Regions from separate parts of the Canis lupus genome. Here region 2 is linked to region 1. The links are chromatin contacts, called in public Hi-C maps. All regions are on one chromosome and are shown on one strand. Each heading gives the region's core, a stretch centred on a gene start, on an enhancer-like site or on the middle of the called end of the contact. The rest is flanking DNA. Distances are from core to core; before and after follow the strand shown.

Region 1 (2,790 bases), core at 138-2,637:
TATTTTCCCTTGTCATTGCTCTCCCAAACCTGAAAATTAAGCCAGGAATAAAGGAGGTAGGAAGGAATATGAGCGACCTGATTTATAATGGAAAATAGCACTGGACTGGAAATAAGTAGGCCTGGATTCAGGTCCTAATTCCATCACTGAGTAAAACGTGAAAATAAAAACAAACCACTTAGCCAGATTTTAGCTTTATCTGTAAAATGAGGTGGCAGGCCTAGGTCTGGGCAGGTAACGTCTCAGCACACATGTTCTAGCTCTCCCTCTGCTGCAGGCAAAAGCTAAACTCATAACACTCTTTCCTACTACACCCTAAGACCTCAGGTGCATCTTTAAAAATTACGGAGTTAAGTCCAGAAAGCCAATATCAATCAATAAGAGTAAGCACACGTTATCTCAGACTCCAGCTCCATACCTAATCCCCTCCCCTCACCTGAATGCTCTGAAGTAGAAGCTGCTACAATTGATACCACCTTGTGCCTTGGAGTTGAGATATTCAGCACAATCAAGAGCAATTTCCCCTATAAACCCAATGAAGAAGCAGTTAGGGATAATAATAAACTGCTGAAAGGACTCAGGCTGTTATACTTTGGTAGAAGTATGCTATGTGTTTAACTGCTTTCATATAAGAGTGAACAGGAAGTCGGTTAAATCTCCCAGTTAATGAACAAAAATGATCTCTTAGGAAATGCTGGTCTGAGTTCATGCTCTAAGTAGAAGTAATAACACCTGAGATCCATGTAGAGCTAAAGGGCTGAAATGGATTAGATATGCAGGACCTGAAAGTAAGCAATGAAAAAGTATGAAATGGAAGAGAACACAACAGGGACCCATTCAACTAAAGGACTTCAGACATTCCATACCCACATAGGCCATGCCATTAAAGTGCCATTATCAAAGGAGAGGGTGCCGATGCTTGATAGGGTCAATAACAGGAAAACAGAAGTGTTAAAACAGGAAATAGGAAATAGAAGGAAACTAATATCATTTTAAGTTACTACTGCCTCAGACAAAATGAAAACACCTTGACTTCATGCTCACCGGGGTCTGACATTCCATGATTCACTTGATTGTTTTGCTCATTACTTTCCACCATTTTCTCAAGCAAATTTTCTAAGGTTGTTTTATAATACTCACTTCCTCCTCCTGCTGGTAAACTGCAGTAGACTTATATCTACCAGTCTTGGTAAACTCTCTCAAAATAGCATAGATCTTCAAAGGCCAGCAGGTGGTGCTCTTATGAAGCCTAAATTCAAGTTAACATTCTTTCCACAAAGGTTTAAACATCCTTTTTATTTCAAGCTAAGGATTAACTGGCTTGATAAGGAAGCAAGCTCCTCCTCCTTGGAGTACTAAAGAGTTATCACACCCTAAAGCCTCCACCTTCCCGCCAGGCACACAGCTCCTCAAATTCTTTCATCTCTAGCCACACTTAATGTGAACAGCTGAGGTGTATGGTCGACATGGAGGACAGAACTCTAGGATTAAAAGCTGCAGTTGGTCACCACCCTACCTACAAACTGGTTAGGAAACATTACTAAACTACTTGAAAATCCTGCCATCTCTACCTTCTAGAGAAGAGGCTGTAAACGGATGGTCAAGAGCTCAGGTGCATGTGTATTTGACCCACACAGTATTACACTGGCTGCTCATCTTCACTCTTACTTACTATTCTACACAATGATATATGGGTATCTCAATATTTAGAAGGTGCTATTCACACAGAATAATGGTGCCCTCTGGAGTTGGGCATCTTTGTGAAAATCTTACAAATTTACAAACATTTGGTATGTGGTATTTGTTTGGATCAAAGCAAAATTATCCCAACAAAAACAATATTAGATATGGTAACTGTCTTCCCCAGGTCAATCCATAAGTCTAATTTATCCACAGGCAAATATGTTCATACATCCTACTTGAAATAATAAAATATTTATATTCTCCTTTACAGTCTCGTAAGGAGATTTAATGACCAACTCTCTTGCCCAAGCCCCAGTATCATGGTAAGGAGCTATGTGAGACAGGGAGAAAAAGTACTTAAAGGCAGGCAGGAAAGTAAAGACCAGAGAAAGGAATCTCCCCATCTTTCCCTCCGTTCTCCATCAGTGCTAACTACAGCTGCTTGAAATGGGATGGAGTAGGAAGTGTAAGAGCAGTAGTTGTCAGGCAAACAGTCTGAGCATATGTGACTAGGCGATGAGGAAGGCAATTCACAACTGTATGTGGTAACACTGTTGACAAATGATCACCATGTTTATAAGCTGATACTCAGCGAGAATGGAAGAGGCTTTATCAGAATCAGAATTAACTACAGGCTTCAGGCTTCTTTACTCAAATATGAGACCATACAATTCAACACTGTGATCCTAGGAGAGTAAGCCAAGAAGTATTTCTAAGTCTTCCTGATGGCTCCATCTGCAAAGTCTAGGAATGCACAGAAAACTGATTTCTCTATTTTATTAACCTGGCGGGGAAGAAGCATGTTACAGTGAAACGAAGGGTAGGCACCAGATGACTCGAATTTATAAATTCAGTAGCCATTCAGCCTTAGAAAAAGCACTTTTCTAAGCCTTTTCTTGATCTACCAAACTGAAGTTTAACACCTTACAAGTTTACTGAGAAGTAAACAAAACAAGTACAAGGAAGGTACTTTGAAAACTAAATAAAATTTTAAGTTGTATGAGCTATAATCCAAATGGCAAGAGAAGGTAAAAGCCAATGAACTAACTCTGAATCTGAAGTAGACAGGAAGATGTGTTACTGTTTTCTCTTTATGTTCTAAAGTTT
Region 2 (2,790 bases), core at 178-2,677, 140 kb after region 1:
CTGGGTCTCCCGGCCCTTCAAGTACCAAACTCTAGCCCTACCAGTTGTATTGTTAACACTCTCAAATACAGTTTTATTAACAATTAACGAAAAATGCTCCAGTGGCCTCCAAAATAAAGAGGAAAAAGCAGAGGAGGAAAGAGCAATTTAAAGTGGCGCCATCATGTCACCCCCTCTCCCCCTAAGGCAATCAATAAGCAATAGTTAAGTAACGTGTTTCTCCAAAAAAACCACACTGGGATCCCGACAATGGAAAACAAAAGGATTTTTAAGTAAAACAGGAGGTTAACGTTGTTTATCGTACAGAAAACAATCGAACTATTTGCTGAAGAATCAAAAGACAGCCGGAAAACAGGCCCCCCAAACTCAGTTAAAAGCAAATAAATGCCTCTTCCTCTTTAGTTTTTTTAAAAAACAAACAAACACGTCCGCCTGAGGGAGACTAGATCTGAAAATGTAAGTGACCTCAATATACAGGCAACAAAAATAATAAATACATGAAACAAATAACCATCTGACTTAACAATCAGAGTTGTGATACACACCGTGAAACGCGCAAGATGTGTTTCGAGCAGAGAAAGGCCTTCTGCAGTCAAGAGAAGTTCAAGGCGAGAGCCAGAGTTTGTTTGGGGTTTTTTTTTACGGGAATAAATCGTGTTCTTAAGGCCGCATTTTTAAATAGAACGCCAAAGGAAAAGCTGGCGAACGAGGCGGCAGCTGGTGGGGAAGGGCCCCCGCACACCCCCGCCCTTGGGGCGACTCCCAGCCCCGGACCCGCAGCGGGGAAGCCCGGAGAGGCCATTTAAAGTTCCGGGGATTTTTCCTGCCCTGCCCTGCCTTTCTAGTTACAACTAACAAAGAGAGAGAGAAATGGGAGCCACAGGGAGAGCGAGGAGAAGGAGAAAGGGCAGCGGGAGGAGGAGGAGGAGGAGAGGAGCAGCAGCAGCAGCACCTACCACGTGATGGAGGAGCGTTGCCCGGGCGGATTCAGCCCCACAAAATGGGCGCAGTTTGCAAACAGCCCCCGGCCTGGGCGCCGAGGGCCGGCGGCGGCAGGCGGGGGCGCGCGGCGGCGGCTCTGGCCCGGGCCCGCCGCTCTCCTCCCCCCCGGCGCCCGGAGCCGCCCTGACTTTCCGGGCGGGGGGGGACGAGGCGGAGGGGGAGGGGAAGGCGGCGGCGGCGGGGAGCGGCCGCTTTTTCTTCTCTTTCGGGCCCCTTCTCCGGCCTTCCTCGGCTCCGGCGGGGCCTGGGCACGGCCGGGGACCGCAGCCCGGCCGGGGGAGCCGGCGGGCGGGGGCAGAGGGTGAAGCCGCCCCCCCGCCCCGCACAAACAAGCGCCGCCGTCTGCAGCCCGAGCCCGCACCCCGGCCGCCACCCCCGCACGCCTCTTCCCGGCCGGGGAGCGCGCTCCGGCCGCCCCCCGCGCCGCCGCGGCGAGACGAGTCGGCTTCGCTACGGTGCTCGGTTCTCCCGCCGGCTCGGCGAGCGGTGGCGGCGGTGGCGGCGGCACTGGGAAAATGGCGGCCGAGCTCCTTTTCCCTCCCCCCCTTTAATCTGAAGCGGAGGGAGAATGGAGCGAGCGAGCGAGCGGGCGAGCGCCGGGGACACGGGGAGGAGGGACAGCAGCGCCTCCGCCGGCTGCGGCTGCGGCGGCGAAGGGCCGCTCCGCCCCGGCGCGCCGCCAGGGGGCGCCCGCCGCGCCACCCCCGCGGGCCGCCAGGAGGCGCGGCCGCCGCCGCCGCCGCCGCCTCCGCCGCCTCAGTCATGGCTCCTCGCCGCGGCCGCTGTTTCTGCACCTCCATCTGCGGAGGCCGCGGCGCCGGGACCCAGCGGCTCCCAGACGTGCGGCGACTGCACGCGGCACTGCGGCAGGCGGGAGCAGACGGGAGCAGGCCCTCGCTCCGGCCGAGGTGAGGCTAACCTGAGGCACTGACGCCGTCACATTCCCTCCGCGCTGGGGCTGGCGGGGCCGCGCGCCGGCTATGAGGGGCAAGGCGGGCAGGCGCGGCGGAGCAAGAGGACGTGAGCGAGGAACTGTTTGCACTGTGTAGTAAACAGGCTAATGCCGCCGGTGCCACACTGTCCCAGGGCTAAATGCGCGCTGAATCGGGTAGGAAGCTCCCTGACCAGTGAAGCGCTTTCTGCCGCCCTTTGTCCTAGCCGACTGCCTCCGTACACTGCAGCACGCCTGGGCACTAGCCCCGGCGCTGCGCTCCGCAGCCGCCAGGGTGGAAAAAAAAAAAAAAAAAAAAAAAAAGGCGCACGTCGTCATTGCGCAAGCGCAGGCCTGGGCCCGCGCCGGGCCAGCCCGGGAAGGGACAGACGGGAGCGAGAGGGGAAGTGATGGCCCACCCGCGCCGGGCCCGCTGGGAACTGTAGTTTTCGTTAAGAAGCACGCGTCTTGTTTTGGGTGTCATGGCTTGGCAGATCCGCCAAAGCAGGCAAATGTCATTACACAATGAGTATTTATGCTTCCTGTCGCCACCAAAAGGAAGTTCACTGCTATGCTAAAAGTTTAACAAAGAACTCCACAGAGAAACCCAAATCTCACAACAAAAAGCAAACTTCCCACTTTCCAACCCGAGTTGGTTTAAAGTGGTGGCATTTTACCTAATTTTTCATGGCCAGGTTGTCGACAAAGTATTTTATTCCTCTCCCAAAATGAGGCCTTAGAATAATGAAACCTTTTCTAGATCAAAAAAGCAATATAATGCAACGCGTCACACAAATATAATTCTACCATCCTTTAAAACCAAAGAAAAAGTTGCCAAAAGATTTAGTGCTTTGAGA

What was found. Hi-C and Micro-C count contacts between places; a contact is called where the count stands out from the background.
Region 2: a contact with region 1 is called in a Hi-C map of blood, with 3 times the contacts expected there. The contact joins two enhancer-like sites. A contact is called at or near these places in 2 of 9 Hi-C or Micro-C datasets (amygdala and blood).

What each region holds. Positions count from the first base shown.
Region 1 is chr9:17,311,589-17,314,378 of UU_Cfam_GSD_1.0, forward strand. No RefSeq gene overlaps it. Among named protein-coding and RNA genes, the nearest start is that of MAPT, 63 kb to the left of the region's middle. Within about 2 kb of position 1,388, at least 1 of the 20 cell types and tissues checked has an H3K27ac peak or open chromatin away from gene starts, as enhancers often do. A contact at or near this core is called in blood, where this site is marked.
Region 2 is chr9:17,455,089-17,457,878 of UU_Cfam_GSD_1.0, forward strand. No RefSeq gene overlaps it. Among named protein-coding and RNA genes, the nearest start is that of MIR8885, 18 kb to the left of the region's middle. Within about 2 kb of position 1,428, at least 13 of the 20 cell types and tissues checked have an H3K27ac peak or open chromatin away from gene starts, as enhancers often do. A contact at or near this core is called in blood, where this site is marked.